Linked DNA regions of Lactuca sativa: region 2 is linked to region 1. The links are chromatin contacts, called in public Hi-C maps. All regions are on one chromosome and are shown on one strand. Each heading gives the region's core, a stretch centred on a gene start, on an enhancer-like site or on the middle of the called end of the contact. The rest is flanking DNA. Distances are from core to core; before and after follow the strand shown. Region 1 holds the start of LOC111909038 (protein TIC 20-v, chloroplastic). Region 2 holds the start of LOC111900978 (nuclear transcription factor Y subunit B-3).

Region 1 (7,330 bases), core at 2,089-4,588:
TTCCCTCCAAAAGTATATCAAACATTTATGTCTTAGATAATGTTGCCTCATTATAATTATTATTTTCCAAAATATATCCGTTTAATTAGGAATTTAATTTAGTGAAGAAAGTAAATGTTAATTCAAACAAAATATATATTCCATAATTATTACACGAGTTTATTAAAAAAAATCAAGATGTAAACATTAAACATTTTTAAAATGAAATTTCAAAATACATACAAAAGATGATGTTGTACAATGAAATATAAAATTGAATAGACTGGAAAAAAAACTATTAAGACAACCAATCTTGAAAATAGTATAGTTATGAGAAATTATAAAGTAAGATAAAAAATTATAAGATATTAGGATATTTGAAAGTACAATTAATAAAAGCGTTACGGTTATTAGAAAAAAAAAATAAGATCGTTAAGATTAGTAAAAATGCAATATATAAACTAAGTTATCATAATAGTAGTGAAATGTCATTATTTGATATTTCATATAATTGAAAGATATACCAAATTACATTGATGATATACTAAAATTATTCAAAATATCGCCAAGACCAATGTAAAGTTCTTGCGAGCACCAAATAAATAAGAACAAACATAAAAGTTATCTCTTATATTTATAATCAATTTAAAATAAACCAATCATGATTTAGAAAAGAATTCCTATTAATGATATATTAAAATTAAATTTATATAACATTTAAAATTCCATAAATTATACTGTATGACTTTATTTGAATAAATAAAATAGTTGTCAATATTTAATGCAGTGAAAAAAACGGTATATTGGTTGTCAATATAGACTTAAATTAAGTAACCTTATTATGAAGGAACATATAATTAGAAAACTTATGCTTATATAACAATATCATTTCCATATGTGATGAAGAAAGTCATTCAACTAATAAAACAAAAAAATGTCATATATAAAGAGGTCCTTCAATGATTATAGATATTTATCGATTTCAATGTATCTTCCATATATTTCAATAATACCAATAAACATAATATTTTTTATAATTATTATGTTGTAGACATTTGTAAGTTTTTATGCGTTTCCCGCGTTTAACGCGAGTTGTAATCTAGTTCACATGTGAAGAAAAGGTTTTAATCATATGTGAATAACAAGGTTTTAACACATACAATATAATAAGAAAATATTAAAAAAAAGATCCTTATATATATATATATATATATATATATATATATATATATATATATATATATATATATATATATATATATATATATATATATATATATATATATATATATATATATATATATATATATATATATATATATATATATGGAAAAGTTCAATAGAGAACCATAATTATAGGTTCTTCAAGTAACCAATTTTTTTTTTTAATTTCTAGAGCTTATTTTTTATCGAAAAAAAATTTAAAAATATCTAAATTCATATATTAACATTGTGAATGTGAAAAATATTTTTCGGATTCACCGTGTGAATCCGGATTCACGTTGTGAATTTTCGAAGATTCACATTGTGAATTTGACGTAAAAAAAAATCGAATTTTATATCATTGGAAAAAGGATAAAAAGTTATAAATTTCTGTATTTTTAGTTTTTTATTTTATTTTTTTTTTATTTTTTGATAAAAAATAAGTTTTAAAAATTGAAAAAAAGATTAGTTTCTTGGTTAATTATGGTTCTCTATTGAACCTCACCCTATATATATATATATATATATATATATATATATATATATATATATATATATATATATATATATATATATATATATATATATATATATATATATATTCGCATGTGAATAATATGATTTAATCATATGTGAATAACATAGTTTAATCATATGTTAATAACTTAATCGCATGTGGTGGTGGTGGGGAGGTCAAAGTGGTGGTTCACGTTGGCAGAAGGTGGTGGTGTTGGTAGGGTGGTAGGGGTTGTGGTGGAGGTAGGTGGTGGGTGTGATTGGGTGGTGATGGTGGAGGTGGGTGGTTGGTGGTGGTGGTGGGAAGTGGGTAGTGGTGTTGATGGTGGTGGTTAAAAAAACTCTATTTTAAATCTAGAGTCTCAAATTACACAATAAGAACTAAATTTTAAATCTAGAGCCTCAAATTACATAATAAAAACCCTACTGATTGGCACATGTTACTATAAACCATGATTAGAAGTAGAACCGCAAATGACAGGGGCTTTCGTTAAAAAAAATTCAATCTTATACCCGATTTAAAAGCATCATCCAGTTGAACTTTATTGAGTTAGAATATAAAAATGAGCTCAAAACATATAGTATAACAACACAAATTCAGAGAAATTGACTAGATTTCTTATAAATCCTACTAACATATGTTTTGAAATTTACTAAGGACTTGTATGGGAACAAAAAATCAGTAAATCATATGAAGTGACTAGTGAGCAAAGGATGAACAGTAAGCAGCAAAACTACTGATATTTAATACAAATTGAAGAACCAATCATGAGCATGTATTCATGATTGTTCACATAACTTGCCTGTCTGCAGCATCTGCAACAATGGGCAATCTAGGAACTTGCCCCAAAAAGCAAGAAGATGAACCATAAATCAAGGACACCAACAGAAACAAAAACACAGTGCTATCCACACTCATCAACAGATCTAACCCGATTCCATCTTTTGGATTAAAAGTTCTCTCTAAAAGATCAGGGAAAATCAACAGCACATCCAGCACAATAACCTGCATGGTATTGAACCTCACATACCTACTGAAGTTAGGGTTTCTGACAACAACGAAGTAAAGTGTCAAAAACACTAAGAATCCATTGAATGGGAAGCTTTTGAACACCCTGATTGCAGGCACAAGAGGTTGAATTAAGGTTTCCATGAATGAGAATTGGGTGATTACGTATTTGCCGTATTGGATTCCATCAAAGAAGGGGTAGAAGTAACATACGGCTGAGATTAATCGGTCTGGTATGTCGACAGAGTCACTGTCGTTGGATTTGGCGACGATGAGACGGCGGTGACTGGATTTGATTTGGATCTGGTGGTGGTGGGGTGTTAGAGAGAGAAGAGAAGGTGGGGTTTTGAGATTGAGGGGGAGGAATGAAGTTGAATAAAGGGGCAGACTTCTTCTACATGATGAGAGCTTGAAAGGAGCTGCTGTTGATGATAGGGTGTTGGCCATGGACATGGACATGGCCATGGAGATTGGAGAAGACGGAGATGATTTCTCTTACAGTTACAGGGAGAAAGAGAAAGAAAGACAAGGAGGGAGGGAGGGACTGAAGAAATAATATCAAACGAGGTAGTTGAGTTGAGGAGGAGGGATAGCCGTTTGCCCGCTTCTCAACCATATCCTTTCAAAGGTCCATAGGAAAGAAAGGCCCAATACCAACAAATTCAATTTCAGGTGTCTGCAATGCACAGTTAGATTTAGAGACAAAGAAAGGAACTAGAATAGTAAATCTTATGACTCATGTACAAGTCTGAATGCAAAATCAGTAAAAATAGTAAGGCTGGAGGAACTCATTTTGTCACACTTCCTTCCCACACATAAGGATTGGTATTCCATGAAAAGAAGAAATCGTTTTGTCACACTTCCTTCCCACACATAAAGATTGGTAGTCCATGAAAAGAAGAACGGGAAAGAAAAAAGAGAAATAAAGGAAAAGTGTGAGAGAGAGGAACGCTCCTTTTTTTGGCTGCACACCCCAAACCGTATAAGGGGCGGTGTTTACTGCAGTTTCAAATGTCACATCAGCTAAAGCCGCACTTCAATCTTTCTGGTCTAAGATATCATGTTTTATAAACTGACTTACTGCCTTTAATATGTGTAGTTTGTATTTTAATCATGATAGCATTATACTTATGAATATATATATATATATATATATATATATATATATATATATATATATATATATATATATATATATATATATATATATAAGAGGTAGGTTCAAATGTTTTTCACATCTATTGTGTGCTAGAATGCACCAATAGGAATTTAGTATTAATTACATGTATATTAAATGTTATCAATACTTATAACTCATTTTTATGGAAACTAATTAAATTAGTCATTAATGTCAACAATAATATTCTTTCAGAATAAATTCATATTTAGAAGAATGAGAGTGTATTACAGCAGAATGAGAGTGTATTCTAGTAGAATACACTCTCGTTCTTCATATTCCATACAACTTTATTGTATTTTAAGTGATTGAGTTTTGAAACAAAGTACGAACTCATATATAAAACCTAGATGCAAATTCATTCTGAAAGAATGTTATTGTTGGCATTAACGTCGGATTTAATTAGTTTCCATAAAAAGAGAATTATAGTTATGGATATCATTTAATATACATATAATTATGGAAATCATTTAATATCTATAATTATTTAATTAAATAATTATTTAATTTACTAAATTTCTATTGGTGCATTCTAGCACACAATAAATGTAAAAAACAAAATAACCTATATATATATATATATATATATATATATATATATATATATATATATATATATATAGAGAGAGAGAGAGAGAGAGAGAGAGAGAGGGAGAGAGAGTTTTTACATCTATTGTGTGAATGTAGGAACCAATAGGAATTTAAGAATAATTAAATAATTAATAAGATAATTATGTAATTTAGCATATAATAATCATAATAAAACCCTTAAATCATTCATTACAAAAAAAATCTCTTTTTACCAACTCTTTAACTTAGCTTCTCATATCAGCACGTATTAATGTCTCCTCTTATTTTTTTTATTGACGAATGAAACCTTAATCATCCTATGATCGAAGGAGGGTCGGAGTTGCCAATCGGCGACGGCGAAAATGACATCGTAACCAAGGCACAAAAGTCGGACCTTTTTTTTTGTGTGTGATTCAAAGATAAAAATATTAATTTCGGTGATGACCCTTTTGTTTCTTTCTCTTGTTCTTGCCTTCTTCCCCCGTTATTAAATCAATGATTTTCTGGAACAATTTTTTTTCCCAACCTCATGTGCAAGACGGGGAGTCTAACGAAAACGAACTACAATTCTTTTTTTTTTTCATTCTCGCTCTTGACTTCACCTTGGAGGCTGGAACCCTAACCTACAAATTACATGTAATATTCCGGTTTCAAGATTTTCCTAAGTATGAACATATTGAGATTTTTAGCAATTACGATTTTGTTTTTTAATGTAAGTAAATTGATGTCAAGTTTATTAGGAAATTGAAAATTTTCACCAAAGAAACCAAACCAGTAATTGTAACATCTGTGAAATTGTAATCCACTCATCCTGGTAAGCTTTTAAGTATTTCATATGTTCTTTTCTTTTTTATATACCTAAACTTCTTTTTTGTATAACTAAACTAACAGAAAATGTGATGATTTAGGGAGTACCCTTAAAGTGTTTGATGAAATGTCAAAGAGAAATGTTGTTAGATGGGTATTGATTGTTCAACATGTCATGACAGTCTCAAATTGTATTCTTGGTTAGTGATGGGATGTTCATGAAGTCTCAAATTGTATTATTGGTTAGTGATGGAATGTTCATGGCATTCTAGGGTTATGTTATTGTTTTTACAGGGATTGGGATGCTCTGTAGTTGTTTACCTTTGAAGCTACTGTAGCAGCTAATCAATCAACCATAGAGAGTTTGACTTCTAAATTGAACGAGCTTCAACTTGAGGTATGTATCCTTGTTTTTGCTGGTGCATTAGGCATCAATGTTGAATCCTTTGTTAGCCTATCCAGGACAACACTTAAACCCATTGTCTTGGTGCAACTTGTATCATCATCCCCATGTATGAGTGCCTATTGTGGGCTGGTGAAGACCTTCATGAATGTTATTTAAAACCTACAAATATTCTTTTAGAATGGCGAAGACTTTAGAATGAGGAAGACCAATATTCTTTCAGAATAAGGACATGCAATATTCAGTTTTGTTCTCATGAATGCTTTTCAAGAATCTAATTCATTTTTGTGACATTTTGTTAGAATATGTATAATTGTATTAAAACGTATAAGATTATGTAAGAATATGTATGAATCTACATCCAGATGTTCATGAATATACAAAGATCTTGTTATTTTTTCAACTAATGGTTCAAGAATGTTGTTTTTTTTTCAAAAAAGTTCATTTAATCAAAATATGTATTCTGTGAGAAATATATATCCTGACATTCTTATAGAATATCATTCTCACAAAATATATCGGGTATAATTAAAAATTACAAAAAAAATAAAATTGAATTAACTAAAAAATCATAATTTTTAAATCAAGAAAATTAATTATCCTCACAAATCTGGAATTTTCATTTTTTAAATTTATATCAATTGACTAAAATACCATTATAGTGAAATTAGATGGTATTTTTCAATTATTTTTAATTTAATAATATTTATTAATCACTTTCTTAATTTTCACTGGATAGTTAGAATAAATAACCTAACCTATATATATATATATATATATATATATATATATATATATATATATATATATATATATATATATATATATATATATATATATATATATATATATATATATATATATGAAAAGAAGATAAACAATCAGTTTAATAAAAAACAATTAATCACGATTATACATATTGCCATAAAATAAAATTTAGATGGATAAAATATTTATAGTGTTATTCTCAGATAGAAGTGTAGAATTTATTTTCATTAAATAATTTTCATATTTTTTTAGTATTTTTTACCTTTTAATTGTTAATCCAATATGTTTGTGAAATATATTATGTTACTACTTTATTTTTTAATAATTTATATGAATAGTTTGTTTATTATTATGACTTAGTTTGTCTAGTAAAGTCATAGTAGTATATATATCTGACCAATACATAAGTATAAACCTAATCAGTGATGAATTGATATAAAATTGTAGTTAAAAAATGAACAGCCAACAGTTAAATCATAAAAATGATTACATTTTTACTCGGGAGAGATTGTTGCAAGAGTGTTCATTTTCAAGGGTTTGTGAATGTGTATTATGACATTTTCTTGATATCTTGTTCTCAACATGTCGGAAGGATCAAAAATAGCAAACAAGAATCAACACAGAAAAGCACATGACGTTGATATAAAATAGTGTAAGAAACGAAATCCCATAAAAATGGACTATGATACATTCTTGTTACACTAAATGCATATAAAAGATATAAACACAATGCTGTAGATTATTGCAACAAATTGCAGTGTCTTCTCTGCATATAAAAAACTGCAGGGGAGACATATATATATATATATATATATATATATATATATATATATATATATATATATATATATATATATATATATATATATATGCTACTGTTCATAGTTCCTGTCTCCCC
Region 2 (7,330 bases), core at 3,270-5,769, 890 kb after region 1:
TGGGTTAACTAGGAACAAGTTAACCCTAATCGACATTGTATGTGAAAAAACCCTAATTGGATTTGGGTTCTTATTGGGCCACCTATTAGACTAAGTTGTTGTGGGCCTTAACGGACCAATTGGGAACATGATATGGACTAAGGAAATCATTAGGCTTTATGATAGGACCCATTAGAGAGGCGTGGGCCCAATTTGGAAAATTGGGCCACATATGGGCCATAATTAGGCCTTTATGATTATGAGATATTGGGTCATTAGAAATGCCCAATGTTTGGACTAGAATGATTGGTTGGGCCTTAAAATGAGTCCATGTAGAGGTGTGGGCCCAATTTGGAAAATTAGGCCATATGTTGGGCTTTGGCCCATTACTTGTCTTTTGGGCCTTTGGAGTGTGATTTGGACCTTGGGCTTGGTACTTAATTATTAATTGGGTATTGTTTGATGTTGACAGTTTGGGAATTTGTGAACCAACAGCTGGAATTTTATTCGCGGGACTTCAGCAGTTTCAGGTGAGTCTTCTCACCATACTAATGGGTCTAAGGCACCAAGGTCGGCCCATTTTATGATAGTTGGTATACTTGCTAAGTAGACGTGTGTGATATGTATGTATACATGATATGGGGTAGAGATAGCCTTCTGGCTAATGGTAGAGATAGCCATCTGGCTAATGGTAGAGATAGCCTTTATGGCTGACGGTAGAGATCGCCTTGTGGCTAATGGTAGAGATAGCCTTTGTGGCTAACGGTAGAGATAGCTTGTATAGCTAATTGATATGTGGCTAATGGTAGAGATAGCTTGATAGCTAATTGATATGTGATATGTGGTAGAGGTAGCTTTTATAGCTAATGGACATGTGATGTATGGTAGAGGTAGCTTGTAGCTAATTGTTCTGTATTATGTGGTAGAGGTAGCTTTTATAGCTAACAAGTTATGTGTTATGTGTATTGTGTATGGGGTATGGTCCGGGGGACTCACTAAACTTTGTGCTTATGGTTTGGAGTTTTGGTTTTTGGTATCATCGATTTGGAAATGAAGAGCTTGGATTGATCGCAGTGCACACACCTATTACTTTGTTTGTGATAGCGCGAGGATTTAGTGGGCAAGTAGCCAGAGACTTTTAGTGTGATTTAGTAGTGTGAGGTGAGTCTTCCTCACCATACTTACGCGTCGAAAGCACCAAGGTCAGCCCTTTGGATTGTTATCCTAGTTTATCGTATGATTGAGTAATGTAGTGATCTGTTAGATCTGTATCCTGGTAGATAGGATGATGTTATGATTAGTGATATGTAAGATCTATCTGTTTGTTATTTGGTGATTATTAATATGCTTGCATGTTATATATATGTGCGTCGACACGGTGTGTGTGTGTGAGGTTGGGTTGAGGCGGTTATACTTTATGTTGAAGGCCAACGGACCCAGGGCGGCCTGGATAGACTGAACGCCAGTGGGGAACGGTCCAGATAGGCTGAAGGTCTGGTGTGGCGTACCAATCATGCTGAAAGTTCCGTGAGCGTACCAGGTAGATTGTAGGCCGGTGGGGCGTTCTAGTCAGACTGAAGGCTCTATATGCATTCTATTTGTTGTTATTATTATGGTTATGATGTGTTGGTATTTTGGGGAAACTCACTAAGCTTCGGGCTTACAATTTTCGGTTATGTTTCAGGTACCTCATATGATCGTGGTATTTTGGGGAAACTCCTCGTGTTTTGTTTTATGATTTTAGGAAAACTCTGATATTAAACATGCTTTTAAAAATAATTTTGTAAACAATGATGATTTGTGGTTTGGTTTTAAAAGTTTAAAATTTTCATGAATTTTGTGGATGTTACACAAATAAACTTTCATAAATCTAAAATGAATGGTCACGGAATGATAGAGGAGGAAGTTCACGAGTTTGCTAAAGTAGTTGGGTGTACTACACAACCTATTCCTTTTAAGTACCTTGGGGTGTCTAATGGGGCTAAGATGAATCATATTAAAAGTTGGGAACCAATAATTGATAAATTTAAATCTAAATTAAATGGGTGGAAACCTAAAATGCTTTCTATAGGAAGGAGACCCACGCACTTTAAATATGTTCTGGTTCGTGATGAATTTATTTTTTCTCTTCGTTTAAAATGCAAGTTAAATTCGGTGATATGTTGGAATCGGCTAGGGCCTATTTTTTCGAGGGGGGGGGAGAGAAAGGAGGAGGCCGGTGCTGGAGAGAGATTTTTTTTTGGTGAATTGGAAAGTCGTGATGGCTTCTAAAAATAATGGTGGCTTGGATATTGGTAGCCTTGTTGATTTTAATGAAGCGTTACTGTTGAAATGGAGGTTGCGTTTTGTAAATTATATTGATGCTTTGTGGGTTAAAGCAATTAAATCTATTCATGGTGTTAGTGGTGGTTTTGACTTACAAGGAAGGAAACTTTCAATTAAAGGGGTATGGGCTAGTATGGTTTCTAATTGTTGTTCCTTTCAACACTGTCAAGTGGTCTTTGGGTAATGGAACTTCTATACGTTTTTGGAAGGATGTGTGATTGAGAGATGAGACCTTACCGGTTAAGTTTCCTATGTTGGCTGCTCTGGAAACGGATATTGACTGCACCATTGTTGATAGACATGTTGGTAATGATTGAATTAGAGTTCCATTCGTGATCCAGGAGGAAGAGTCACGGGGTCTCACCTAACATCTTTAATTGATTTATTAGTGCAAGTGAATGTTATTGACAGACCATACCGATGGATTTGGGACCTGGCAATGGGTGTTGATTATTCTGTCAAGGAAACCCGAGGTGTTATTGATGATGCATATTTACCCACTAATGTTAGAGTCACCTTCTAGTGTAATATCATTCCTATAAAAAGTTAATATTTTTTTCTTGGAGAATTATGTTGAATCGTTTACCGACTAGAGATAACCTTCCTTGAAAGGGTTGGAGATTCAGTTTCACTAATTGTCCGATATGCTCAACGTCTATGGAATCTGTGAATCATGTGTTTCTTGGCCGCCAGCTAGCTAAAGATCTTTTTTACCGTGTAGATTTATGGTGCGAAGTGGATTTCTCTAGTCTTATGTCGGTCACGTATTTGATTCCATTTTTGGAAAATTTTGTGCTGTCTTCGGTCAAGAAACAAGTCATAGAGGTGATTATTAAAACTGATTTATCATAGGAATCATAAATTTCATGTTAAGTGGAATTTATGGAACCAAAACCTCACTTTGATCTCTACTTTGTAATTCTTGTTTTGCTCTAGTTGCTTGCTAGAGCTTTTTTTTTTCTAATATATTCAACAATACCGTGCTATATTATACTTATCATCTTGTTCGTTGCGGATTTAAATAAAGAGAAAATAACAAAAATAGCCACTTACACCAATTACATTACAAAAATAGTCAAAAAACCCGAAGTTGCAAAAATAACCATGAATTTCGCAGATGGAATAATCTCATCTGCGAAATGGGCTTTCCATCTGCGAATGTACAAGCAGCTAAAGCATAACTGTGCTTTAGCTACTTGTACATTCGCAGGTGGTTTATTTTTAGTTTTTTTTCTCTATATATATTGAAATTGTAGGGTAAAATCGCAGATGGAATAGCCCCATCTGCGATTTACTCTGATTCCATCTGCGAAATTGCGGTTATTTTTTTATTTTTATTTTTATTTTTTTTAGTTTGACTACGAAATAATGTTGTCAAACAAGAAGTTAAAGTTATGAATAAGCGTGTGGTAGATAAAACTAAAAAAAAATTCAAGTCAAAAAAATAAAAAAAACATGTTTACGGGCATTATGTTGATGTTGGTGATGTACGTTAGATATAACCGAGCTACAAACCAATTTATTTCATAGTCAAACTAATAAAAAAAATAAAAATAAAAAAAATAAAAATAAAAATTTTAAAAATAACCACAATTTCGCAGATGGAATCAGAGTAAATCGCAAATGGGGCTATTCCATCTGCGATTTTACCCTACAATTTCAATATATACAGAGAAAAAAAAATAAAAAAAAAATAAATAAATCACCTGCGAATGTACAAGCAGCTAAAGCACAGTTATGCTTTAGCTGCTTGTACATTCGCAGATACAAAGCCCATTTCGCAGATGGGACTATTCCATCTACGAAATTCATGGTTATTTTTGCAACTTCCGTTTTTTTTTTTTTTTTTGCTATTTTTGTAATGTAATCGGTGTAAATTGCTATTTTTGTCATTTTCTCTTAAATATATTCAATCAAAACTCAAAAGGATTAGGAATTATTATTCTTTGGTAAAACGATGTCATATTTTCTTATACCATATATAATTTATTTTTTATTTTTTATCCATCTTGTCTTTTGCAGATAAGACATTTACCATACTTTTACTACAAACATTTGATGATCAGTATATCTAAATTATGAAAGATAAAAAGGACAATTGAACTGAATGCTAGAAATTTATAGAGAAAAGAGACAAAATTAGGTGCATATTAATGGGTTAACCCGATTTATTAGTGCCTAATTTATATGCTTAAATAAACGTAGCTATGGCCGACCATGTTCCTCATATGCTCTATCGATGGTCCACATCCCTCCACTATCTTCTAATCGAACGGTTCACACCTCGCCACTAAGAATGAACACTTATCGACAAATAACGGTCCTTATTCATCCACGTGGCAGTAAATATGGCGTTCTTATAGCATTTGATCCGACGGTATCCCGTATTCCAATCCCCATTCCCTCCAACAAAACATTTCTTCTCCCTTCTCTCATATTCCGGTCGCCTGAATGTCTTTTCCCGATCACTTTTCCGACGACGTTTTACTCACGACTCACGGCGTTTGCTTAGAATTATGAATTCCTCTTTTCTTTCTTCAATTATAATTGTTTCTTTAAGTTTCTTGAGGTGGTTTGGTTAGGATAGGATCCTATAGGATTTGGACTTTGTGATCAGCAAAATTCCCGCGCCAGAAATTTCTGAGGACTTTTGTTTTTGGGCATAATTCAATTACGTGCAGATTGATAGCATAAAGTCAAAAAGCTAGAATTTGAAAGGTAGTTAGATGGCGGATTCAGATAATGAGTCCGGCGGAGGACACAACGGCGATCACTCGCTTCGGGAGCAAGATAGGTTTCTTCCGATAGCAAACGTGAGTAGAATCATGAAGAAAGCGCTGCCAGCAAACGCAAAGATCTCGAAAGACGCAAAGGAGACTGTACAGGAGTGTGTGTCGGAGTTCATCAGCTTTATCACCGGCGAAGCATCAGATAAGTGCCAGAGAGAGAAGCGAAAGACGATCAATGGTGACGACTTGCTATGGGCCATGACAACGTTAGGGTTTGAGGATTACGTCGAGCCCTTGAAGGTTTACTTACAGAGATTTAGAGATATGGAGGGTGAGAAGACAGCGCTCGCGGGACGACAGGGAGGCGAGAAGGACACCGCCAGTGTGGGCGGTGGAGGGAATGGCAGTGTTGTAAATATTGGAAGTAACGGAGGGGGGTTTCACGAGAATAATGGAGGAGGAGGAGGGATGTATGGCACGATGATGGGGCATCATCAACAACAACATCAAGGAGGAGGACACCTGTACGGGTCGGGTGGTTTTTATCAGTTTGGCCAAAACCCGACTGGGAAAATGGGCCCTGCTGGATATCCAGGATCCGGCCCATTAAACGGAAGGCCGACCCCGAGATAAATCAATAGTATTAAATAACCGCCAAAGTCCCGAGTATATATACAAGAGTACAAGACTACATTACGACAGTACGTGACAAAAGCCATCTCAAACACTACTATTATATTTATATACCTGAATTATAATAGATTTAGGTAATGAAAGATAACGACTTTAGGTATGGTTTTGTATGTCATGATTAATTATTTAGGTATGTTTTGTTTTGTTTCGAGCACTTTCATTGATTGGTATTAGATTATTAGAAGGAGATTTGGTTACTTTAATTTGTTTTTATTTGGGTAGAGCAAAAGTATATAATATTTGGTCCCTTTAATACATTATCAGCTCTTCTTGTTCCTTTATTCTCTTGACAAAAGATAATATTAGTCTACGAGTTTGTACTATATACTTGTCGTGTGAATTGTTGGTAACGTGTAAATAGTTTCAATTTTTCCGTTCAAAAAAAAAGTTTCTATTTAGGTTGCATCTTATTATAAATATACATAACAATATAAAAGACGTAGTTAAAAAGATAAATCTTATTAACATTATAAATTAAATAGTTTTGCTACCAAATGCAGTCATTAATTTGGTATAATGATATAAAGAACTGTTGGAAAGATATCTCTTAGTCAATATGTTGAGAATTTAAGAGGTTGTTTGTTTTTAATATTAAAAAAAAATAAAAATAAAAATAAAAATAAAAACCATTTTGATCATTTTTGGCTGCGTTGACATGCGGATCACTTGATTTTCATATGATTCTCCTTGTTTCTCCATGTTTCAACAAGTGCAAGTTTCTCACCAAGTTTTGAGGAAGTTCAACTTCTCGTTGTTTCTTTTTTTAATCAGCAGATATAAAAGGGATGTATATGGATACGATAAAAGTAGCTTTTTCACACAAGTGCAATACAAAGTTCATACATTTCACAGAGTGCAATTACATGTAATGTAAAGTATTGTGTGTGAGAGTGACTTGTGTGTTTGTGCAATAGTTGTAAAACACATATGTGCATCATCGGTGAACCCACAAACATTACATACCTTCCTTCATCGCCGAGCACCCCCATGCCGGACATGCTGCTTTTCCGTGAACCACTCATTTCCGTAAGCAAATAGCCATATTTACTTGTAGAAAACCTAACCTACATTCACCCGTCTACCCACATGTTCTATCACCAAATCCAGCCAAAAACCGACCATAAAAAACCACAATCTTAACTGTGACAACCCGAAAAAATTTGCTTTGAAAGCTCAGTCAGTCAACTCAACTGAGTGTCAGACTCATTGGTAATGAGTTCTAGCCTGTTTAAAGGTCATTCTAAGGAGTTTTAAGCCTAATACACACAAGAAATGAGTGTTAGGAAGTACCTGCTAGAGCCACAATATAGCATGCAAACCTTAAACTCCATCAAGAGGAGTTTACGGCCAAGTTACCAAGAGTTTACGGCCGTAAACTCAAGGGGGCCGTAAACTCACCTCTCTATATATAAAACTCGGCCAGTTTTCTCATTCCTCCTTTCCTTGGCCAATTTTTCTTCAAATCCTCTCAAGTATCATCCAACTTTTCATCCTAGATCTTTAAAAGTTGTAAGTGTTCTTCTTTGATTAGTTAATACATCTCTTAATCTAGCTTCATACATTAATTTCATCCATAGAAATCATCTTTTCTTAGATCTTCAAGA

The links. Hi-C and Micro-C count contacts between places; a contact is called where the count stands out from the background.
Region 2: a Hi-C map of leaf shows a contact between it and region 1, with 4 times the contacts expected there. The contact joins the promoter of LOC111900978 here to the promoter of LOC111909038 in region 1. A contact is called at or near these places in 2 of 4 Hi-C or Micro-C datasets (both in leaf).

What each region holds. Positions count from the first base shown.
Region 1 is chr5:4,087,893-4,095,222 of Lsat_Salinas_v11, forward strand. LOC111909038 (protein TIC 20-v, chloroplastic) reads right to left here and starts at 3,339. Exons shown (of 1, transcript XM_023904831.3): 1 at 2,295-3,339. The coding sequence starts at 3,172. The coding sequence ends at 2,489.
Region 2 is chr5:4,975,337-4,982,666 of Lsat_Salinas_v11, forward strand. LOC111900978 (nuclear transcription factor Y subunit B-3) reads left to right here and starts at 4,520. Exons shown (of 1, transcript XM_023896844.3): 1 at 4,520-6,002. The coding sequence starts at 5,031. The coding sequence ends at 5,666.